5 separate regions of the Mus musculus genome follow, and regions 1, 2, 4 and 5 are each linked to region 3. A link is a contact called in public ChIA-PET, capture Hi-C and promoter capture Hi-C data. All regions are on one chromosome and are shown on one strand. Each heading gives the region's core, a stretch centred on a gene start, on an enhancer-like site or on the middle of the called end of the contact. The rest is flanking DNA. Distances are from core to core; before and after follow the strand shown.

The links. Promoter capture Hi-C pulls out the DNA fragments that hold promoters and counts their contacts. ChIA-PET counts read pairs in DNA pulled down with a chosen protein or histone mark. Capture Hi-C pulls out chosen DNA fragments and counts their contacts.
Region 1: an RNA polymerase II ChIA-PET map of memory CD8 T cells shows a contact between it and region 3, with 64 read pairs. The contact joins the enhancer-like site here to the promoter of Lrif1 in region 3. A contact is called at or near these places in 4 of 115 datasets of contacts at active chromatin or transcription factors (effector CD8 T cells, large pre-B cells, memory CD8 T cells and 1 more).
Region 2: a contact with region 3 is called in an RNA polymerase II ChIA-PET map of memory CD8 T cells, with 21 read pairs. The contact joins the promoter of Pifo here to the promoter of Lrif1 in region 3. A contact is called at or near these places in 7 of 115 datasets of contacts at active chromatin or transcription factors (acute myeloid leukemia, embryonic stem cells, epiblast stem cells and 3 more).
Region 4: a contact with region 3 is called in a promoter capture Hi-C map of liver, with 7 times the contacts expected there. The contact joins the promoter of Ovgp1 here to the promoter of Lrif1 in region 3. A contact is called at or near these places in 15 of 39 promoter capture datasets (the 3T3-L1 cell line, 3T3-L1-derived adipocytes, the C10 cell line and 9 more), 1 of 484 Hi-C or Micro-C datasets (the G1E-ER4 cell line), 2 of 115 datasets of contacts at active chromatin or transcription factors (astrocytes and craniofacial prominence) and 2 of 9 other capture datasets (liver and macrophages).
Region 5: a capture Hi-C map of macrophages shows a contact between it and region 3, with 7 times the contacts expected there. The contact joins the promoter of I830077J02Rik here to the promoter of Lrif1 in region 3. A contact is called at or near these places in 2 of 39 promoter capture datasets (liver and neutrophils), 1 of 115 datasets of contacts at active chromatin or transcription factors (bone marrow-derived macrophages) and 1 of 9 other capture datasets (macrophages).

What each region holds. Positions count from the first base shown.
Region 1 is chr3:105,893,871-105,898,901 of GRCm38.p6, reverse strand. The region is part of intron 1 of Tmigd3 (transmembrane and immunoglobulin domain containing 3); the gene reads right to left. Among named protein-coding and RNA genes, the nearest start is that of Adora3, 8.0 kb to the left of the region's middle. Within about 2 kb of position 3,406, at least 231 of the 459 cell types and tissues checked have an H3K27ac peak or open chromatin away from gene starts, as enhancers often do. A contact at or near this core is called in effector CD8 T cells, memory CD8 T cells and pancreatic cancer cells, where this site is marked.
Region 2 is chr3:105,999,445-106,004,288 of GRCm38.p6, reverse strand. Pifo (primary cilia formation) reads left to right here and starts at 2,792. Exons shown (of 6, transcript NM_029604.3): 1 at 2,792-2,962; 2 at 3,046-3,191; 3 at 3,819-3,917; 4 at 4,631-4,761. The coding sequence starts at 2,902.
Region 3 is chr3:106,719,127-106,724,022 of GRCm38.p6, reverse strand. It overlaps Lrif1 (ligand dependent nuclear receptor interacting factor 1), which reads right to left and starts at 2,341. Exons shown (of 4, transcript NM_001039488.1): 1 at 1,917-2,341. The coding sequence starts at 1,978.
Region 4 is chr3:105,971,310-105,976,284 of GRCm38.p6, reverse strand. It overlaps Ovgp1 (oviductal glycoprotein 1), which reads right to left and starts at 2,483. Exons shown (of 11, transcript NM_007696.2): 1 at 2,445-2,483; 2 at 1,843-1,872; 3 at 1,242-1,446; 4 at 258-314. The coding sequence starts at 2,469.
Region 5 is chr3:105,931,245-105,936,006 of GRCm38.p6, reverse strand. It overlaps I830077J02Rik (RIKEN cDNA I830077J02 gene), which reads left to right and starts at 3,343. Exons shown (of 6, transcript NM_001033780.3): 1 at 3,343-3,449.

The DNA of each region.
Region 1 (5,031 bases), core at 2,157-4,656, 830 kb after region 3:
GAGCAAGTGGCGGAGCTGGGATCTGAACCTGCATTAGTTACTTCTCAGATTTCTTTGACAAAATCTTGAACAAAGGTAACTTAAAGAAGGGAGGGAGGGAGGGAGGGAGGGAGGGAGGGAGGGAGGGAGGGAGGGAGGGAGGACAGTTACAGTCAACTACGATGGGTAAAGGCCAGAATCTGAGTCAACTATCTTAGCCCTTTCCAGTGAATCACACAAGAATAGGCCAACACCAATTATACCAAACATAAACTGTGACTGGGCAGAAGCTCTTCAGTGTGGAAGGGTGTGCATGATCCATGGGTTGGGCCAGCTACTGAGAACTACTGAGAACAGGATTTTTTTTTTCTTTCTTTTTTGCCAGTTTTCTGGTTTCTGGTTCCTCCTCTTAGGCTGTGGAGTAATGGAGGGCAGCCTGCCAATCCTCCCTCAACCTTCTCCACCCCACACCCCTGCATCTAGTCCATGGGCAGACAGCATCAGGAAACCACATTACTTTACTTCCCGCTGAAGGGTTCCCCCAATAACTTTATTTCCCTCGGCTTTTCATTAAAGCTATTGTTATACAGAGTCTGTCTCAGCATTTCATCACGGTTAAAGATACTACATTGTTATTGCTTATACTGAAGGTTTAAGAGACCTATTTCCCCGAGGAGGTTCTAGGAAGGATGTTGCTCTTCTAATACCTCTCCTGCTCTGTTCATTAGCTTGGTGGCGTAGGTTGTTCCTGGGCAGCCAGGAGCTCAGAGTGGGTCAGCACAAGCCAGGCTTGTCTCAGCAAAAAAAAGACTTTTCTAGAAAAGCTGCACGCATTGTCTCAACTTCAGGCTTCTAGTATCCTTTTTTAAATTATTTTTTTATTTTTATGTGTGTGCACACACTTGTGTGAAGGTGGCATAGAGACCAGAAGTCATCATCACTTGCATGCAGCTGGAGTTACAAGGCACTCAGAACCACCTGGTGTGAGTGCTGGTAACTGACATCAGGTCCTCTCAGAGAGTAGTGTCTCAGCGTTTCTATTGCTGTGAAGAGACACCATGACCACGGTAACTCTTTTTTGTTTTTTTAAATGTATTTATTTATTTTATATTTGTGAGTACACTGTAGCTTTACAGATGGTTGTGAGCCTTCATGTGGTTGTTGGGAATTGAACTTTTTAGGACCTCTGCTCGCTCCAGTCAACTTTGGTCACTCAGTCCCTGCTTGCTCCAGCCCAAAGATTTATTATTATACATAAGTACACAGTAGCTGTCTTCAGACACACCAGAAGAGGGCATCGGATCCCATTACAGATAGCTGTGAGCCACCGTGTGGTTGTTGGGATTTGAACTCAGGACCTTCGGAAGAGCAGTCAGTGCTCTTACCCTCTGAGCCATCTTACCAGCCTTATAAGCAACTCTTATAAGGAAAACATTTTACTGAGCAGGCTTACAGTTCAGAGGTTTTATCCATTATCATCATGGTAGGAAGCATGGTGGCACGTAGACAGACATAGTGCTGGAACAGTAACTGAGAATTCTACATCTAGATCAGCAGGCAGCAGGAAGAGACCATAAGCCACTAAACCTGGCTTGAGCTTCTGAGACAGTGACAGTTCCTCCAACAAGGCCACACCTCCTAATACTGCAACTCCCCTATGAACCTAAGGGAGCCATTTTTATTCAAACCATCACAAGTTGCCATTGCTCTTGTTTGTTTGTTTGTTTTAAAGATTTATTTATTATTATATGTAAGTACACTGTGTTTTTGTCTTCAGACACACCAGAAGAGGGCACTGGATCCCATTATAGATGGTTGTGAGCCACCATGTGGTTGCTGGGAATAGAACTGAGGACCTCTGGTAGAGGAGTCAGTGCTCTTAGCCGCTGAGCCATCTCTCCAGTCCGTGGCAAATGCTCTTAACCACTGAGTCAAATCTCCAGCCCTGGCTCCTGGTATCTTAGTTGTCATGCTCTGTTCTTTTATTATGAGCACATGCTTTTGGGAAGACTGCAAGTCACAAATAACGAGCACATAGAAGGAACTTTGGTGTTGCTTCCCATTCACCCATAGGGATTTGTGTAATTCTAAAAATAAAATACCCAGCCAGATGCATGCTTGGAATCCCAGAAGTTGGGAGGCTGAGGCAGCTTGATCTCTGTGAATTCAAAGCCAGAGCAGACTGCCAAGGTTACAAAGTGAGACCCTGTCTCTAGAAACAAGAAACAAAACATGGCAAAGCTGTCATTTTAATTGAGTATCTTGGAGAGGACTCAATAACAGAGCTTGGGGCACTGATGCCCAGAAGTATCCGGGATGGTGCCACCCACGGCACAGGCAGAACCCACTTACCATTGTATGTACAATCAACTCCCAAGAAGGATCAAAGGCGCTGGTGGGCAGCCAGTGGCCCCTCCCTCACTATGGATTCCATTTCAGCTTATGCTATCCTCTCTTTGAGCACTTTTATGCTACTTTGGAGTTAAATTGTTTCTCCCACTTCCTATTCAACTTTGGACCTCCAGGAGCCTCTTATAACACCTGGCAACATGGGAGACCTGTTTTATGTTGGAGCTGAATGCATATATTATTCCCAGGTCTGTCCCCACCCTACCCCCACACACATCCCACCCCAGCCCAAGAGGGTGCTAACCATGTCACTGTGTTGGGCAGAAGCTGAGAGGAACGAGAGGGTCCATTTTTTGTTTCTTTGTTGCATCTTTTCCCTGCAGTCTTTTGGGGTTATGTTACTCAGTCTGGTTAAGAGGCCCTTAGAGAGAATGCCTTACAAGACAGTTTGTGGCTTCTCTATGCTTGTTTACCACCACACGTCCATTCTCTCTTCAGTGTGATTTGTCTAATCTGATGCCATGGGCACCCTGTTTTCTGTGTTCCATGATCAGAGCTCTGTCATTTGTTCTTGGCCCTGTTCTTCTTGCTTTTTCTGTAGGGCTTAGAACTGTTCCTGGTGTTACACTCATCACTTTTCTTGTCCCAAATCAACATTCACAGTGAGATTTTAGAGCACAAGTGTGCTAGAAGTGGAATTGAACATGAGAGGAAACTGGTGCCCAAAGTGACTGGTTTGAGGTCAAAACCGGCTAGCCAGAACATTTAGCTCCTTGTTTATTCTGGTGCCCACCTCGCTGAGCCCACAGATGAACACCCTAGGACCACCCAACCAGACAGTGATCCACTGCATGTATGTGTCATGGCCAGTCTCCCTGCCCTGTCCATCCAGGTTGATGTGCCAGCCAGTCATATCACCTCTTACTGGAAGTTACCTTCCAGACCTTCAGCACTCAAACCTGTGCCAGAGTTCTCTGCCTCGGTGAGATTCCCGCATCGAACCACCTCCTGTCCCACTCCATGTACACACAGGGCTTCTGCCTCCAGGTGTCAGGCCTGTCCCACTGCATTTATGCCCTGAGGCCCAGCCCCGGGGAAGAAATCAAAATGGGCTGGCTGCCAGCGAGTGACTCAGACGTTGAACATGCCACGTCCTTCTTGCTTTGTGAGCTTTGTTTCTAAGCGGATAACCTTGGCCACATTGCCCAATCTCCCATGTCTTTAATTCCTCTTTGGTGAAGGAGGAAGATTATTCTTTGGGACCTGAAAGAAGTAAAAAACACCCAACATCTGGGGCAGGGTCTGGACCACTCTTAGAGTCCTGCACCCATGCTCTTCCTGTGGGCCTCATGGGCACCGGGCCAGTGACTCCTCATGAGGTGCTTGCTGGTTACTGAACCAACAGGAAGCGTCTCTATACCCACAGACCCTCTGTGAACCGTGAACTGCAGGCTGGCTGTGCCCCTGAGGTTGGAATGGTCTAGATGTGGCTTTCCTTGGCACCTTTCTCTCGTCTTTTGTTGAAGAAGCTTTTTGCTCCAAATCCTCTGTTGGTTTTCTGAGCTTCAGAAACTGGACTCACCCGAAGGCGATGGCAGGACGGCGATGACGTCTTCTCCTATCTTCTCTACTTGCCAGGAAGTGAGTGGCTTGACCGCATGAAGAAGCTTGTGCCAGGGTTCAGCTATGAGACCGCCCCCCTTCGTGAGCCCAGGCAGAGGCCAGCCTGGGGGGTCTGACTGCAGGCAGTTCCTAGACAGGCAGGATGGAGCACCCGCAGCCACAGGGGCCTCTCCGTTGCTGCAGGTGAAGCCTGGCTATCTCAAGAGCCCGCCCTATTCAGAACCATAACCACAGTTTCTGTGTCTTACCTGTCACTCATTCTGGAGGGCGTGGCAGAGCACTTGGCACTTTTCAAGGCTATAAAAAGGCCACCTTCTGGGCAGGGTGTGAAGGTTGATGAATATTATGGTCACCTCCTGCCAAAACAGCTGCTTGACAGACATGAAACGCACGGCACACAATTTACGATTTAATGCGCAGCCTATTCATTTGTGTCTGCACTTGATCCTGAATACCAAACACTTTCTAACCTTTCATTAACCTTGGAATAGATCCTGACTGTGAAGGGCCAAGGAACCAGAATGACTCTCCAGTCATTCCCGGGCCTCCAGGAGAATGGCTCTTTCTGACCTGAACCCTCCAGGATGACTCAACTGACCCACTCTGGGCCCTGCCAGATGGAAGCCAGATAGATGTTGTTTTGGTGGCCCCGGCTGCAGCAGAGGCCAGCAGAAGTCTAGGTCACTGCAGATGGTCCAGTCTCTGGTCCTTTCCAGCCCCCACCCCATCTCTATCTAGTTCCCATGACTGGGGCCTTTTGTGTCATCCTGAGGTTGGCACTCTCTCACTTCCCGACAAGAATGCTGGCTGTTGTTTCTGAGCAAATGGAACGAATGACCAAAGAGAACCCCAAGCAATCTGCAAACTGGAAACATCTGCAGGAGGCGAGGGCAGCTGCTGGCTGGGTGGGGCTCCAAGGAACTGCCGGAAGGTCAGCCTAAGGGAAGGTTGCTCCAGAAACCTAAGTCCAAGCAGGGGGCGTGTCCTTCTGGGAGAGGGAAAGTCAGTTTTCTTTAAGGGCATGGCCCCTGGAAGGTCAATCACACTACTGTGGGTGGATCCACACCCACTAATATATGG
Region 2 (4,844 bases), core at 1,543-4,042, 720 kb after region 3:
ATATACCCAGAAGATGTTCCAACGTGTAATAAGGACACATGCTCCACTATGTTTATTACAGCCTTATTTATAATAGCAAGAAGCTGGAAAGAACCCAGATGTCCCTCAACGGAGGAATGGATACAGATAGTGTGGTACATTTACACAATGGAGTACTGCTCAGCTATTAAAAACAATGAATTTATTAAATTCTTAGGCAAATAGATGAATCTCGAGGATATCATCCTGACTGAGGTAACCCAGTCACAAAAGAACACACATGGTACTCACTCACTGATAATAGCCCTGAAGTTCAGAATACCCAAGATACAATTCACAAACTGTTATTAGACGCGTTCTCACGACCGGCCAGGAAAGACGCAACAAACCAGAATCTTCTGCGGCAAAACTTTATTGCTTACATCTTTGGGAGCCAGGAGGGCAAGCGCCCAGCGCCCAGCCCCAAAAACGAAAGCCCCTTCAATAATGAAAACCGAAAACCCTTCCCTCTTTAGGAGAGTTATATTTCCTAGGACGCATCACTCCCCGATTGGCTGCAGCCCATGGCCGAGCTGACGTTCACGGGAAAGGTAGAGTACAAGTAGTCATAAAATACCCTTGGCTCATGCGCAGATTATTTGTTTACCACTTAGAACACAGGATGTCAGCGCCATCTTGTGACGGCGAATGTGGGGGCGGCTCCCAACAACAAACCACATGAAACTCAAGAAGAAGGAAGACCGAAGTGTGGATACTTTTATCCTTCTTAAAGAGGGAACAAAATACCCATGGAAGAAGTTACAGAGGCAAAGAGTGGAGCAAACTGAAGGAATGACCATCCAGAGACTGCCACACCTGGGGATAAATCACATATACAGTCACCAAACCCAGACGCTGTTGTGGATGTCAACAAGTGCTTGCTGACAGAAGCCTGTTATAGCTGTCTCCTGAAAGGCTCTGCCAGTGCCTGACAAATACAGAGATGGATGCTCACAGCCATCCATTGCTTTGAGCACAGGGTCCCCACAAAAGAGCTAAAGAAAGGACCTAAGGAGCTGAAGGGATTAGCAGCCCCATGGGAAGAACAACAATATGAACCAACCAGTACACCCAGAGTTCTCTGGGACTAAACCACCAACCAAAGAGTACACATGGTGGGACTCAGGGCTCCAGCTGTGTACATAGCAGAGGATGGCCTAGTCGGTCATCATGGGAAGAGATGGTCCTCCCTTGGTCCTGTGAAGGCTCTATGCCCCAGTGTAGGGGAATGCCAGGGCCAGGAAGCAGGTGTGGCTGGGTTGGGGAGCAGGGGGAGAGGGGAGGGGATAGGGGGGTTTTGGAGGAGAAACCAGGAAAGGGGGTAACATTTGAAATGCAAATAAAGAAAATATCTAATAAAAAAAATCTTAGCGGATGCTCACAGTCATGCTCAAGGAGCACAGGGTCCCCAATGAAGGAGCTAGATCAAGGACCCAAGGAGCTGAAGGGGTTTGCAGTCCCATAGGAGGAACAACAATATGAACCAACCAGTACCCCCAGAGCTCCCAGGGACTAAACCACCAACCAAAGAAAACACATGGTGGGACTCGTGGCTCTAGCTGCATATGTAGCAGAGAATGGACCAGTTGGCCATCAATAGGAGGAGAGGCCTTTGGTCCTGTGAAGGTTCTATACCCCAGTATAGGGGAATGCCAGGGCCAGGAATGGGAGTGAGTAGATTGGGGAGCAGGGGAGGAGGGAAGGGATAGGGGATTTTCAGAGGGAAAACTAGTAAAGGGTTAGATGTAAATAAAGAAAATATCTAATAAAAAAATCTAAAAAATAATCTAAGGAAGGAAGGAGAGAGGGGGGGGGAGGGAGGAAGGGAGGGAGGGAGGGAGGGAGGGAGGGAGGGAGGGAGGGAGGAAGGAAGACACACAGCAGCATGGGCCAGACAGTGTGTCTTGTTACCTCCTATACCTGGACAAGTCGTAAAGCTACCCTAAAACACAGGGGAGAAAAGTTCTTGTTTCTGCACAGGACAAAGTTTAATAACAAACATTCTGATGTTCTTTCTCTCAGTAGTATGAAAAAGCTCAAAGGTTAGTTGGCTGTTATCTATGTGATGAAAACCTTTTACGTTGACAACTGCTAGGAAGTACACACTGTGTGGTTTTGCTTCCACAGCCTTAAAACACTCAGCAAACCTGTCAGTAGAATTATGAGGATACTGAGACTTACAAAAATGTTAAATTATTAAGCTCTTCAACAATGCAAATGCACTCTTAGTGTTCCACTGAGAGCCATTAGCTTTTGAAAGCCTCCTACCCACACGTTCCTGCGCTCTCCTACCCCTGCACCCCTACACACACACACACACACACACACACACACACACACACACACACACACACGATCTCAGACTTGAGGAAAAAGAAAAACGGATCTAAAATGGACCTGATGGGGTCCTTGCTGTCAGCGCAATCTCAACACCCACCTGCCCCACAGTCCTCTGCTCCAGGCATCGTTCAGAGGCACAATCTTCCTCACTTGTCAGCACAGAGTTTTCTCCTTTTCTGGTCCCCGGAGTCCAGACCTAGGGTGATCTGAGCCCCATAGACCTACCTTTACAGCAGTGTATTCTTCGTGGACTTTTCCAAAGAAGTTTTCCACACACTCACCCATGTAGCCCTTCCACCTGGTGCCTAGCTGGTGCCACCCTCTAGAGTTAAGAGCCTCAAAGCTTAGATGTAACTTGACCTGTGTCCTGAGCAACCTGCTGCGCAGGCGCGCTCAGAGCTCTCCGCGGTTCCGTTCCCTTGGCAACGTAGTACACAGAGCTAATCCTAGCACCCTGCAGGATGTGCTTCAGCAGAATAGGTAAGGAGAGTAGCAGAGATTTACAGAGCAGACAGCAGAAGAAGGGTAAGAAGAGCAGGAGAGATGAACACGGAGGAAATACCGGTTGCTCCTCCGCTCCGTGGAGTTACACCTGCTTTACAATGTAAGAGTTGGCAGCACGGTCCCCTTGCCCCATGCTTCCCTCCACCCACGTGCTCACCTGGAGTTTCTTCTCTTGATCTTTAGGGAAGGTGAATAATTACTCCTTTGGAACACGTCAAGCGAGGAAACTCTTTCCTCACTACCATCCCCCAACCTGGCTGGGGAACCTGTATCTCCCTCTTAGGGGAATGCCCCACACAGGCCCTGGGTGTTATGCAGCAGCAACAGATGTAAGTATTCACTTCCCCTTGGGTGGGACTCAGTTTCCTGTCTACAGCAGGATGCATAGGTGTTCTGGGAGAAAAACTGCTCTATGTGTAACTTTAATTTCTGGGTCCCAATATGAGACAAGCTGTAGAGCCTATGTGTAAACTACGATAGTTCGCCACTTTCCATCCCCCACTAAACGCAAGCTTGTCTTCATATAATCCCTTCCCTGTCTTCACTTCCAGCGCCCTCTTGAGCTGTCAGTCAGTACAATCTTCAGGCTGACTCTTCCATAAAAGTAAATTCAGTTGTTGACAGCTCTAAAGACTGAAGCCATTGGGATACACAGAAATTCATGTGTTTGTCTGTCCAGCCACACCTCTTTGCAAAGTCACTTGTGTCATTTGTTGAACTCTATGCTTTTGACTATAAAAGAACCAAGACAAGGTGGGGGAAGGCCATGTCTTGCAGAGAAGTTTACACATTCTGTATTCACTCCACTTTGAAGGCCGTTCTAGGATTGTGTTACTAATTCTGATGCTTTTCTTCTTTCTCCACCCCACCCCACCACCGCACCACCACCACCCCAACCCCACGCCCACCCCACCCCCCACCCCACCCCGCCTTCGTTCTCTTCCTTCCACTGGAAGTGGAATGGTTTGGCATATAATCTATCGAAAGTCCCAACCAGTACGAAAGGCTATGCTATTGGAGCCAGGACAGCTGTGAGGTTTAAGCCAATCAGCAAGGTAATGTTCTGGGATTGTTCTGGGTGGATCATGTGGCAACATAAATTTATGTTGAGACATTAACACAGGTAGATGATTGGGAAGCAGGGAGAAAAGCCCTTCACTAAAGAAATGGATCCAAAGCAAGGTTTTAATAACCAAAAGTTGAAATTGAGAACCTACATACATCACGTTATCTTGTCAGTTAAAGGATAAATTCCAACTTTTTTACTTTGTGGTATATGTGTCTGGCTAGATTTCAAGTCTAATTATGTGGGGGGAAATCTTATCTTTCTTTTTCTGATGTAGTTCTGAGCCTAGACTGCACCAGGCAAATGTGCTTTCACTGAGCTCTAACCGGGCTGCATAAGTTCCTACTCTCTTATTAGTGGTTTTCCACATAGACAGTCAAGGACTGGAGATACTAACTATAAAATTCTCCCAGTGGTAGACTGTACCAACTAACATTGGTTCCTTACCCATACTAAGTTTATTTCTGTGTGTTGTATGTCATTATACAACTTCCCCAGCCCCATACTAGGTTTTTGCCTACAAGGCCCTATTTCTACATCTTTGACACACTAACCTGTATGTAGATGACTTATAAACAGGATAAAAATGACTCTGTTTTGTTTACCTTAAGTGATTTGTGTTAAATTATATCTTATCAAGATATAGATTATATCTTATGAAAGATATCTGTATTTAATCCACTAATCTTTTTGTGATTACAGGATGTGACACCATACCCAGGGATGTATCAGAAAGTTGATACTTTGAGTGAAAAACACAAAAAAAGCTTTGCTCCATTTAATATCTTGATGCCTCGATTTAGGAGTGCAGCAAAGGGTGATTCTTACCCCGGGTATGTCTACTGCTTACTGTGCATTTCGAAGGGAAATAGGAAAAGAAGTACATAAAGCAGGAATTACATCCAAACTTTCTCAG
Region 3 (4,896 bases), core at 1,092-3,591:
CTGAGTAAATAAGAATTCAATGCAAATCTTAATAATTAAATGACTACTACACTGCAAATATACAGATTTTTGCATTGTTCTTATAAAACTGAGTTTCCTATTTTTATGCTTGATTAAATTACATACATTAAGTAATAAATATTCTCTATGACAATACTACTCCGAATATGTTATGATATCAGAAAATTTAAGAAATAAAAGCATGAAAATATAACAAGGCACAAGAAAATAAGCCAATGAATTAAAGAAGTTGAAAGTAACCAAAACATAATTGAATTTAAGATATTTTTCTGACTTAAAAATTTGCCAAAATTGTTAGAAAGTGTTTAAAAGAGAGCCCAAGGGCATAATAAAAAACTTTAATGCACCACTTAATCTTATAGGACTGGAAAAGAATATGATCTTAAACACATAAGTTATATCATCTATAATATATCATATACAGGTAAAACATATAAAATTATTGACTAAAAAGCATTTCTTCTACTTTTGCTTCTCTGTATAGGATACAATTTATCTTTAAATTTCCACAAAATACAGACTACCAAAGAGCCGTCTCTATTGCTATATAACAGTTCTTTCTATGTTAACAGCTCACTAGTTACTGTTAATGACTTTGGGGGGGGTACTTGCATAGTAACAGCTTCCTAAAGATTCAGCTACTGGCAAGGCTGACACAGGATGGTCACTTGTTTTTGTTAGAGCATTGTTTTAAAGGAAAATGTGTGTGTGTGTTTTTTTTAAAATCACTATTGGTTTTTCATTGCAATTTGGGTTTGTATATACTTGTAACTAAAAGAAACCTAGAAACAGGACACAAATTCATGTTCTTAAACTTGGAGCAAATATTTAAATAATCCTTTCTTTCTTAAATTATTTCTTTTCTGTTGTTATCAAAATATTCCCTGATACCATTATTTTTATTAGAAAGTGAAACATTAGTCTCATAAATGGTAACAAACAAAGCTGCAATAAACACCAGGTAGATTTTCTTTTTTCAACCACAATCCCCTTTCATCAGTTTTGCTCTTAGATTTTATGTTGTTCATTTACCTTCTACAGACTTACTAATCTTTGCTTCTCAACAAGCACTCATTAACTCTGGAAAGCATAAATTAAAGAATTGTTCCTTAAGGAATATTCTGTTGTTCCTGCTTTTATTTCATCTGGATTAACACAAAATTAAAAGAAAAATGTTACTGGTGATACATTTCCAAACCAAAGACTGTCAGAACCCTTTGTAATCCTAACACGAGGTAAACCCAGGCTGTATTGTGGACAGTCCTGGCTATAGTGAGTTTCCTACCTAACCAGAGCCATACAGTGTTCCAACTGTTCCTTTGTAGAGACAACCAATGAGATGCACCCCTTTTAGACCCGTTTCAAATGTGTTACCTGGAAAAACACATTTCAAGTTTTTACTTTTCTCCATATTAGTTGAAATTTTCAAATACTAAAGTCCCTTGTTCTAGAACACATTTTCTAAGTACATTAAAATGGGACTATTTTCACTTGAAGTTACAGCGCCGCGGGGCTGCACTTGCTAATCCACGATGGGTGTTTTGGTAAGTGTTTGAGATTCTTGGAGCATCGCCAAGTTGGTTTTACTTCCGTGGGTATCTACTTGTTCCGCCTATGAAATTCGAGCGGGTGGCGTAGGGCGCGCTGGGGGCCAGGAGATGGTAGCTGCGTTGTAATCGCGGGCTGCTTTACATTTTGGAGAGGACTGGGAGCCAAGGGCTCTGCACTGGTGTGCAGTGGGTGCGGTGTAAGGAGGTGTGCTGTGATGGCGCTGTGCTCCCACATCCCCGCAGCTAGCACCCGGTGCGCGCGGCTGAACGTCAGCTGACGCGGCCATGACAACCTAAGTCACAGGGTGTGGGCGGGCGCCTGAAGAACTGGGAACTGGTACTTACCAGCGCGAGCCTGACTTTTCCTCTGCGGTTTTCAGAATGACGCTCTGGAGACTATTAGACATTTTAGATGGGTGGGAGGGGATAGGGCAGTGAATACTGGGGGGACAGCGTCCCCAAGTAGGCGCGAACCAGAGCACGGGTGTGGAAGGGCAGCGTCTGAGGCGAGCGAACAGAAGGGTGTGACGGGAGATAGTTGAGAGGGCGGCTCCCCCAGCTTCCGTGGGAAGTGGCTGTAGAAGCCGGAAGACTCCTACCTCAGGCAAGCTCACAGTTTTCCGGCGAGTCTCTTCTGGCTACGTGACGCATCACAGCCAGTCAGAGAGGACGTGGGGGGCGTGGCATCAATAGCACCACCCACGACAGGGCCTGATCGGAGTCTGCGCCCACTAAAACCGAGCTCCTAGAGCCAGGGATCCTAGGCATACAGCTACGTCACATATGGTTACCAAGGCGAATGGATCGCCATGGCCCCGCCCTTATGACGTGGTCCAATCGACAGCGAAGGTTGAGGTCTCTTCTTCCGGATCAAAGGAGGAACTAAAAGAGAAAGTGCTTTCACTGCCTACATGAAATGAAATACTTCCGGTGTCAGGCTTAAATTGTCTGCACTTGTACATGCGCTTTTGCAAGCCAATGTAATAATGTCCTCCTTAGCAGTTTTATTCAGTAGACACAGATAGGCATTTGGTAGTTGCCATAAATTGTTGAAAACCTTTATCTCCCTTCTCATGGCTAGAAGTGATTATTTTTTTCTGTTTCTTGAAGTTTTGCTCTACATTAATCGATTAACCATTTTCTCCATTCCCACACTAACACCTCAGTTAAAACTGTATCTTACTGTCATGTATTCAATTCTTTGAGTGTCTGTGCATTAAATCCCCTGTATAAACTTTTTGAAACTCTTAATTTCCAGAAACCAGCTCTAAGAATTCTCTAGAGTCCTGCAGTTAATGACTATTTGAGAATTGGGATCATACTGTTTAATGGGTAGGAGGAATTATAGTTTAATTAGGTGTGGAATATTATGAAAGTGTTTTCAAAGATAAAATTTTATTTGACATAGGCAATCTTGTATGCTGCAGTGTTCAAATTCAGGACACTGATAAGGTAGACAATTTGAAGGTTTATATGGTTATTTAAAAATGGAATTACCAGGCTTAGTGACACACATATGCAATTCTAGCGCTTGGAAAGTACAAGCAAGACGATAGGGGCTTTAAGATCACCCTTGGCTACTTAGTAGAAGGCCATCAAGAACTACATGAAATCTAGTCTCACAAAAAGGGAAGAAGAAAGGTTTACTCATACCCCTAACTGCTAAACGTTAAAGATTTTTAAGAACTTCAGGTTTTGATATGTCAAGAGAAAGTATCATTTTCCTATTTTTGTATAGCACATTTATTTGACAATAAAGTACCCTGTTCTCATACTAAAGACATCAGGAAAGATAGGCAGACCTTAATGCTTTCAAGCTTTATGGCATCTTTTGTCTATGTAATCAAAGTTACTAGGAAAAAACAACAATGACAACAACAACTAAAACAAACAAACAAAAAAATCAAATGCGTTTTGCTACACATTGCTGTGCACACCTTTTATTCCAGAACTCAGGAAGAGGCAGGTGGGTCTCTGAATTTGAGGTCAGCCTAGTCACCAAAGTGAGTTTCAGGTTAGCCAGGGTTATACAGTGAGAACCCTCTCTAAGAGTTTGTGTGTGTCTAAGTGTGTGTGTGTGTTGTGTGTGGGGGGGGGGGGTACGGCACTTGGGAGGCTGCCTACCTTGTTTGCTATCTTATCAATTGCCATTTATTGATTATATTTTCCAGTCGGGCTTTTCTTATTCATCTGGGTTAAAGCTTCAAGACTAATTATCACAGGTTGTGCTATCCAGATGTTGGGAGGACAAGAAGTTTATTAGATTATCAGTTTCAGTGAAAGAAAAATTTGGCAGAGAGAGAAATTAGCCTGAGATACATTTCAACAAAAATCTTCTCTGCCTCAGTCCAATTCTGAAATAGCCCTCAAACTTTTTCCTGTAGAGGAAGAAAACATGAGGGTTTATGCTTATAATAATCAGTCACTGCACCCATGCTGTGACCAAAAGAAAAATGGAGTTTCATTCCCACATTTAAGAAAGAATTCTGTAGCCAAGGCAATTATGGAAAGAGGCTGATATTTGAGGCATGCCTATTGGCAAGAGTCCAAGTACTATAATAATAAGACCATAGCCACATCAGAAGAAAATCCTGGGAGTTGGATCATAGCATCCTACATGCTTATTAAACAATTCTTGCAGCTCTTTATTACAATTAATGCAGTTTATCTCACACTTAAAATCTTTAGTCAGCAACATCATTATTCTCTCACTCTTGAAGAAACAGCAATATGCTTTTCTTTCTAACTTTTGATCTACTTGGTGTGTTATAAGGGTCCATTTCTGTTTATTAAATAAATGAGTTCTCATTCCTTGTTTCTCTTATTTTCTAAAACTATTTGTCCCCAGCTGATAATATCCCTTCCCATGATTTTAATTACTACCTCTTACCTATTATTACTCTACAAAATGTATACATAATAGCATATTCTAGGCACTGATATGTGCATTATAAATAGACACTCATTTATGGCAAAAATAACCCAGTAAAATCATTATACAAAAAATTAAGAAATTAAGAAACTAGCCATTGAAAGAGCAAACAACTCTCTGGAAGTTACACAGTTGGTAATTGGTAGAGCTAAGTTTTAAATTTAGGTTGTTTGTCTGAAGATTCTATGTCTCTCACTCTTAATTTGCAAAATATATATTCAGTAATTATCATTACATGTAGCTGGGTTTTAATGTACATTGGTGAGATCTATTGAGTGTTTTAAAAAATCATCTTCAAATGAAATATGTTCAAAAATAGCCAGAAGCAGGAAATAACCCAGATGTCCCTCAACCAAAGAATGGATACAGAAAATGTGGTTCATTTACACAAAG
Region 4 (4,975 bases), core at 1,234-3,733, 750 kb after region 3:
CTCTCATGTTTACCTATCCCTTTTCTTACCACATATGGGACCTTCTTTTCCAAAATCCTATGACCCTCTGTGGAAAGGGGTCCCTTGAATGCAGGACTTGAGAAAGTACCAATACGGGCTTTGCTGCCCTTATATTCAATCTGGCTTTTCCACACAACCCTGGGGAACACACACATACACAAACACACACCATTATTCTCACTTCCAGCCCATCTTGCTCTATCTCCCAGAGAGAAGACAACAACAGAATAGCTCACCGTGATGTGCCGAAGTTCCACCCTCCAATGGACAGCAGTGTTTTCAGCTCCCTGTTCCTGGAATGTAGGTGAGAAAATGGGTAAACAGGTCCCTGCGCTATGGACACCTTAAGTCACTGCTCCTTTTTCTTTTACTTTTCTTTTTTTGGGAAAACCATGGGAATGGAGTAGGGGATATGAAAAGAATAGGAGAAAGTATGTGGAGAAGATCACAGTAGAAAAGAAAATAGAGGAGACTGATCAACCCAAAGACCATTACAGCTCTGAGCATCAAGACTCTACAAAGTGGCCCAAGCTCCTCCACGTCTCCATAATTTTTCCATAAAAGAGAGACAAGTCTAGAACGTTTCTAGCCATTTGTTTTCTTACTCAACAAATATTCACTGAGTAATGATTATGTGCCTTTGAGTGCTTGAAACACAACAGCAAACACATAGACAAGCATCCCACTTCCTGGGAGCTTGACCTGCCCATCACTCTCTATTAATATAATAACAGACCTTCCCTTGGGCAGAGAAGGAACCCACAGGCGCCAGACAGGAAACACTTCAGCACCTCCTGAGCATCAGCTTCTTTGTGTATGCCCTAACTATTCTGTGTTCAAAGAGCTCCCCTTAGAAGAAAACTCACAGCCTGGCAGTTGCAAGAGGCAAGAACTTTAACATTTGTTGAGTATTTGTGATTCTCAGGACCTCTTTGAAGCACATTAGCAGCATTAACTCCTCACAACTGGGCTCAAAGGGTGAGCCAAAGTTTCCCAGGAGAAAGGAGCGTGAAGACACTCAGGAAGAGGCAACACTACCAAGTCATCAAGGCAAGGAGGAGCTCAGGTCAATGGAGAGCTCTTATGTCAGAGGTACTCAGATCCCCATTTGAGGGAAAATTGAATTAGAAAAACCAGGAAATTTTAAGAGTAATAAGAGTTGTGGGCATAATCTCCTTCAAGCTATAAAATCTGAGAACTCAAGTACACATCTAACATACCTTTCCTTGAGTTTGTTGAACTCTGGATAGAGAACGTTTTCATCCTGCAGATTCTTGGCCACAATCTGATTGTTGCTCATTGAGGCAAAGGCAAATATCAGATGCGTACAAAGAAAGGGGTCCAGGTCATGGGGCATGATGGAGGCAGGGCCTGGCCGACTATGTGCCCAATTGGTGAAATAGCACACCAGTTTGTAGGCAGTACCTGGCAAGAAGAGCAAGTATTAATCAGCAGAGATCATGGGGCAAGAAGGGAACTCAGATTCTTGACAGTAGAGTGAGTCAACAAGCCTAATCAGAGACCAGGCCACTGTAACAGCCTCCATATCCCCCGTAAACATACACCAAAGCTGCTTATGCATGCCCCCAGACATCCTGACCTTTTGCTGAGGCTCCAGAGAAGAAAGAATGCCTCATGAGAGTAGATCCTGGCACATAAGGATACATACAAACAGCAAATAACCAGAGTCCTGTGTTGGATTGTATTGGATTAATAACCTCTGGCCAAGGAGCCATGACAGGCAGAGGTTCAGGAGACGCTGAATAGAGATTTCCTAGCCAGAGAATCTCCCTGGCTCTGGAGGAGAAGTGGTTTCCTCACCATCACTGTGTTTCATCAGAAGAACCAGCCCTGCAGGAAATGAAGAAATTCATATACACACATGCAGAGTGCACACTCCACACACCCTCCAGTTAGCAAGTGCCCTCTCCAGCTCAGCACCATGTACACATGTAGACACACAAATAGAGACATGCATCAGTCACTGGTTTCCTCTCCTCCAAAGCTAACAGAGTGGAACTAGTCTAAGCTCCTTTTCTAAAGCACATCGCATGCTACATGTACCTGCTTTGCATAGGGACAATGATGGTTAGAAGTGTGTGCTAAAGCTCTCGGCCAGTGATTCTCAATTCTGGCTACAAATTCAAAAGTACGTACACACACGCGCACGTGCGCACATACACATCATAGCCCTCTCATCAGAAATTTCAAATTAACTGGTCCAAGATGAAGCCCAAGCATGAAAACCACCAGGTTGGAGAACTACTGCCCAGCCCCTTCCTCCACAGGTGCCTTTCTTTTCTTTTCTACCCCACATTCACATAATCCAGCTCCCTAAGCCCCAGGTTTCTCTGCTAGGCACTAGAGACAAGACAAACTGCTATCTCCTGGACTATGTCATTGCTAGGCTCTGTCACACTCACCAGCCAGCAGCAGCAGCCTCCCCATCTCAACTGCCTGGTAGCTCTGGTGATGAAGCTCAAGACTCTTTAATAGGAGTTGGCTCACCTGCAGCATGGAGTCAGCTACACGTAAGCACCACGCCAGAAACAATGATTCAAGAGTCACAATGACCGCTGACAACTTGAACTCTCTCTCCAGAACAGCTGTAGTTCTCAGAGCCAACAAATCAATATCCCTGACCTGACACTAGCAGGGAGTGAGTATTCACCACAGGCTATAACAAAAACAAATGCAGTAGCCCTGAGACTTGTCTGGCAATCAGTCCCATTTCCTGGTATCCAGCTCTGCAGTTGAGATGGAGGAGACCTAGGACATGATGAAGTCTATACAAGATTATCAGGAAAACTGTATCAGAAAGTTTCAAAGCTTTGGCTTTGGACTAAGGCTTTTGGCTATTTAGGAAGTTTTATAGTTTTGGATGAGTTACTGAGCCCCAAAGTTTCCACACATAAAAGAAAGCCTGTTTCCCACATATAGTTTGTTCTTACTTCGAAGGAATTTATGAAAACTAAAGAGATGTGAAGACTATGGTTTGCATAAAATATAAGTTTAATTACTTACAGATGTCATTAGCAAGTTGCTCAAAAGAGCAGGATGCTCAAAAGCAAATACTGACACTTCTGAACAGGTGAAGTAAACACACTAAAACAGCATTTTATATGTTTTCTACATGACAGAGTTCAGACCCAGTGTCTACTGGGCGAACATATGAGCCAACTATGAGGTGACCTGAGCCTCAGGTATATGAATACCCAAGAACCAATTTTAAAGAAACTCTACAATCATGAAAAGTTTTTGTTTTTTTAAAGCATAAATCAGGTATCTTTGATTCATTGGTTTTCTTTCTCTGTTCCAGATGGCCTCAGACTGTGTAGCCTCTCTAAGACAGATGCTGCTGTACATGGAGCATCTATAATAGGGGGTACTAAGCAGATCTCAGGGCAATGGAGGAGAAAGGAAAACAGTGCCCAGTGGTCAAATCTGTTGAACATTTGTCCTTCATTTGTGGGATGAAATAAGCAAGAAACCTCATAATTTTTAAACCAGTAGTTTATTTGGGTACCAAAGAACAAAGACAAAATATGTAGAACATGGGTGTGTGAGTGTGGGCTTTATTATCGAACAGACCCTAGAGCCCCTTCCTGCACGTACCATCCCTGGGGCCCCATTCGTCCTATCTGTTTCGTGTACCATCCATTCCCACATCCCACTTTTGACCTAAATCAGCAAGTACCCCCAAGGCCAACATAAGTCAGGATTGGCAACACCTAGTAGCATTGGCTTAATGACGCCTAATGCCTTTTCACTCTAATGACCATGCATGCTCCTCTTGCATCCCAGTCACCATTCCTGTGCTCCAGTTCTTGTTACTGGGTCTATGACTTTGCAACCGGATCTATAAACTATTGGTACATCTGATTTCTGGAGCCTCAATGTTGTCAGGGTCCCTCTAACTCATGGCCTGAGGCGCTGCTGGTTTTCTTTTAAAACCTTGACATAAAATGCTGGTCTCTACTTCTGAGACTTTCTGCATGACCGAGGTGCCCCACTACACTGCTGCCAGGAGCACTAGCTCTCAATGTAATCTGCCTGCCAATCTGTACCTAACCTCTCCACATGCAGAGGTATATGGTGCCAAGAAAGCCAAGACAGAACAGGAATGACCTCTGACTAATTCAGGGGTGACCATACCCCAAAGCTGGCAGCTCTGATTCTGTATGCACAGTGGTTGAGAATTGTCATGTTAAATGGGGATTACACTGCAAATCAGTGTGCTCTGTCTGTTCACAATCTTGTTCCTTCAGGCCTTGGGTGGCGGGGGGACAGCTGATGCGAATGTCACACATCTACTGGCATTTAGAAAATATTTCTTAGCATTTAGCCTATTCTTATGGGGGGAAAATACTAATATATCTTACTTGGATAACTGAAAACTTCCCCAAGGCATCATGACTCCTCATATTTCATTAAACTAATGGAGATGAAGGCAGAAACACAATCGTGTAGTGCTTTGGTTTCAGTAAAACATTTGACTCAAACTTTGGAGACATTGTGAATAAATTGTGGAAACATGCTTTAATCAGTTGCGTAAATACTACAAAATTCTCAAGAATATTGACATTTCTTCTCCAGTTTTGTAGCTGCAGTTTAGACAGGAACAATTCTGGGTCAGAATTTTTGACTGAGGGTTGGTAACAGTGACCAGCCCAACTTGGGATCCATCTCAACAGGAAGCTCCAAGACCTGACACTATTACTGATGCTGTGGTGTGCTTACAGTCATGAGCCTAGCATGGCTGTCTTCTGAGAGGCCCAACAAGCAGCTAAGACAGATGTAGATACTTACCAACCATTGGACTGAAGTCAGGGACCCCTGTGGTTGAATTAGGGAAAGGCTGGAAAAGGCTGAGAGCAATCCCATAGGACCAGCAGTCTCAACTAACCTGGACCCCTGAGATCTCTCAGACACTGAGCCACCACCAGCATACACA
Region 5 (4,762 bases), core at 2,094-4,593, 790 kb after region 3:
AAGTGAATAAAAAGAACGCTTAGCCACTGTGAGGTTTGAATGACTGTTGACTCATCCTGTGTCTTAATCCCCATGTCTTTCAGTCCTATTATAGCTATGGTTTTCTGCTATTCCTTTGGTCCACGTCCTTACTAGACGACGCACAGAATATCACCATTACCTCCAGCTTATTTCTTTGTCTCTGCCTCCACAGCTTCTCTATGACATGACATAACCTTCCCTAAAACTATATTTTCATGCTGTATCCCAATCAAAATTTCCATGTAGAAGGGAGGGCTTTGCAATCTTCCACCCTTAGCTGAGGAGCTATGATAACTGATAAGCTCTGGGGAAGGAAACTCAGTTGTCTTTAAGGGTATAGCCTCTACTGTCCCATATCCATGGGAATATGAAGACAAATTAGACTAGATGAATTATTTTAAGAAAAAAAAGGGTATGAAGTTGAGAAGGGGCAGGTTAGGGATAAAAGAGGTGAACAAAACTACATTGTATGCATGCATGAAACTCTCAACAAGCACACATTTTAAAACTCTTGAGCTGCAGAAGTGTCTCAGAGTTAAGAGCATGGACATCTCCCTTCCAGGAGATGCGGGTTGACCCTCAGTACCCATATTGTAACTCACAACTACCATTCACCTCCCAACACCCACATGGCGGTTCACAACCGTTCACTGTTGAGTGCAACTTTAAAAACACACTTTCTCTTTTCTGGGAGCTCAAGTTGCCAGCTGGCATTTTCCCAAGAACGCTGCCCGCTCCTCTGGCTGACTTTGCCAAGCTGTCAACAACTGCCCTTCCCAAAAAATGTTGGAAGCTGCTGTTTGAGCACTACTAGCTGCCTGCTCTCTTCTCCTGCCCCCTTTAGCCCTGAGGAAAGAAAACACTAGAGACTTTTATTACTTTAAAACTGACCTGATAAGTCAATGGCTGGGTGAAGAATTTCCTATCCTAATCTGAAAAGTAGCCTTTTCCATCCTCCTTGGCCTCCACCCATGGCAGAGGCTACATACTATTGGTGCCCCGAAAGATCTACATGTCTGCCATTTCCTATCCGCTCCACAGCCTGGTCTGAATAATCCACAGTGCTCCCTGCGTCCCCTTCTCTTCCTCCTGAGACCCAGAAATCCCACCTTTTAGTATCAGCTCCTGCCCCTCCAGTTCATGACGTCAGTTCCAGGGGTTCTTCCCTGGGTGTGCATGTGACACACAGACATCTATGCAGGCAAAACATCTATTTATAAATGTTGTTCAATGCAGTCACATAGCATATGATGGCCAACATTAGTTCACATGTTACAAATATTAGATTTTAATGAGGCTGGAAATTCCTTTCATCCATTGTTATTGGCTATTGTAATGTCATACATCAGAGCATTGCTTACATGTTTGCAATGATGTCAGGGTAAATAGACCCACAGCAAAAGTATAACACATATATCTTATACAGCAGCATACAGGACTTGAAAATGATAAACCAGCTTATGCTACTGTAGCTCTGGCCACGACGTTAGACTGTACTCCTACTTACTCTAGAATAATATGCTGTTTAGGCTGGTGGCAACCACAGTCAGCTCATGTTTCTCAAATCTGTCCCCTCTCCTCTCCAAAAAGGTCTGGTTATGTAACCCAGGCCCTCAAGCTTGGAAATCCTCCTGTCTCAGCCTCCTGAGAACAAGATTTATAGATATACCACCACATCCAACTCTCTCGATTGCATCTGGAGGCCATACCTAGTGAGTGATACTTACCATCTGGTTTACGTGAGTGCAGTCTCATCTTCACTCAATGAAACCTAGTGACTGCATACAGGTTTAAATGTAAAGACCTCCCACACTCAGACTCAGCTCATCTGTGTTTACTCTTTATAGCTTCTCCTACCAGTGCTTACTCCTACGCCATTGGCAAGATCCCAAATACACTGCCTAATCCCGTCCACCAATCCTTAGGTGGTTTGTGGCATCTGCCTGATAGTATTTTCCTAGTAAATGCTTATAAATAAATGAATCTTGGGTGCTGGAGAGAAGACTCGGTGGTTAAGAGCACTGACTGCTCTTCCGAAGGTCCTGAGTTCAAATCCCAGCAACTACATGGTGGCTCACAACCATCTGTAACAAAATCTGACACCCTCTTCTGGAGTGTCTGAAGACAGCTACAGTGTACTAACATATAATAAATAAATAAATCTTTTTTTTTTAATTCTTCTATAACATTGTTTAATACTTGCAAGTTTGAATAGGTAAATTTCTTTTCATTTTTTATTAGATATTTTCCTTATTTACATTTCAAATGCTATACCGAAAGTTCCCTATACCCTCCCCCTGCCCTGCTTCCCTACCCACCCACTACCACTTCTTGGCCCTGGCATTCCCCTGTACTGGGGCATATAAAGTTTGCAAGACCAAGAGGCCTCTCTTCTCAATGATGTTCCAACTGGTAATAAGGACAAATGTTCCACTATGTTCATAGCAGCCTTATTTATAATAGCCAGAAGCTAGAAAGAACCCAGATGTCCCTCAACAGAGGAATGGATACAGAAAATGTGGTACATTTACACAATGGAGTACTACGCAGCTATTAAAAACAGTGAATTTATGAAATTCTTGGACAAATGGATGTATCTGGAGGATATCATCCTTAGTGAGGTAACCCAATCACAAAAGAAGTCACTTGATATGCAGTCACTGATAGATAAATCTTTTTTAAAAATAAAATATATATATATTAATCTTCTGTTCCCTCCAAAGGTATTTCAATGCTCTGAATACACTTGAGTTCCCACTGTTTAATTTTGACAGGTAACTCTTCATTTTTCTATCTCAGCTTCATCTCCTTCATCAGGCCAGATGGAATTTATAAAGGCCTTGCTGTTGGTGATGAGGTCATACTGGTGTCAGTAAACTTCGGGGGTGGGGGGAGGGCGTTAAATAATAAACTCTTCCCTAGAAATGAACTTTCCTCGATCTTCTGGCATTCATGTGTGAAAATGTATACAAGCAACTCTTATGGCTTACAGGATCTTTAGAACTGTGCCACAGGGTGGGGTGGGGCTACGGCTCGCTTGGTAGAGTGCTTGCCTCCCTTTCATGGAGATCTGGGTTTAATCCCAGCACCACACAAACCAGGCATGGTGGTTCAGGCTGTGGTCCTAGTATTCAGGAGGATCAGAAAGGCAGTATCATTCACAGCAGGTGGAGACCAGCCTAGCTCTGTGAGAAGAGAGCCAATCTAAAGAAAAGGAAATGAGGGAAAGGGGAAAAAAAAATACCATTGGCCTCAAAGAGGAAGTCTGTGCCTTGGAGCTTAAACATATCTTTGCGACACAGCCTGAGGGTGACAGTGACAGTGGGAGTAAACTTTGTTTCATCATTTCTGAAAACCAAGACTAGGAACAGAAAAGTCAAACGCTCAGTCTCACAGCTGCATCGTATGACTGGAGTCTTTCTGGAAAGGTAAAGACCCTTCTAATCCAGACTAAATAATTGCCCATCAGAGGACATTTTAATTATCTGTTTAGTGCTGGCTTCTGATGTTGTTCTTTGGGTGGGGGAAGGGTTACATTGGAACGGCTGTGTTGCACAGGCCTCACCGTATGGAGTGTGAGTCTCTCATGCCAGATCAAACTGCAAAGAGCATTGTTCTTGGCTCAACTTTCTGCTTCTGACAAATGCTTGGATTATTGTTATTCTCTTCTGGGATTAAAAAGTGTGTGTGTGTGTGTGTGTGTGTGGTGTTGTGTACATATCAAAACCAACTTTCAAGTCACTTCTTTCCTTCCACCTTTGCATGGGATCTAGGAAACTCAGCCTTCCAGAGTTGTGGGGTATGTACCTTTACCTGCTGAGCCACCCCTCTTGCCCGTATTTTGGTTGGTTTTGATCTGTTCTGTTCTGTTTAGACAGGGTCTCACTATGTACCCCTGACTGGCCTGGAACTCAGGCGCTCCTGAAATTTAAAGAGATCGGCCTGCCTCTGCCAACTTGTGGGATTAGAGATGTAAACACACCATGCCAGGCTCCCTTTGAATTTTTTGGACAGATTCTGTGTAATCCAGGCTAGATTTGACCTCATGGCAATTCTCCTGCCTCAGCCTCTCCAGTGAGTGCCAACACACCTGACTAGATTGTTGTTTTTAAAGGTAAATATGTTTGTTGGGTTTTGTCACCTAGATTTGTAAGTAGCTGTTTCTCTGTGGTGTTGTCATATGACCTAGTCTGTTACAGTAGGGTGGCCTAGGATTTTTTTATGTGCTAATATTTCTTTGAGTTGCTTCTTTATATAGAACCACTCCTGCAAAAGCAGAGGTATCAGTAGCTCTAAATGTAAGGTCTAGTGGAAAGTCATACTCCTCAGGAAGAATACATTTCAATACTTTCTATTTTATAGAACATATAAATGTATACTATAATAAAATACAAAATATGCTAATATTTTATGGTGTTCTCCAATGAATACCATTGACTTATTTTATTTTATTTTGAGACCGGTTCTCCCTATTCATAGTGACTGGCCTGTCCTAGAATTCACTATGTAGACCAAGCTGATCTCAAATCCACAGGCATCACTTCCTATGCCTCCCAAGTGCTGGGATTAAAAGCATGTACCACCTCACATGGCCAACATGAATTTCAAAAGGAACCAAAAGGTGATAGAAAAAGTGTTACCCCTGCTCATTCTGGGTGGACCATGGTCTTCCTGTTCTCACAGTTCAGACTTCCAACCAAATTTTCTTGTCAGCACTTCCCTTTTGCTCTGACAGCGACAG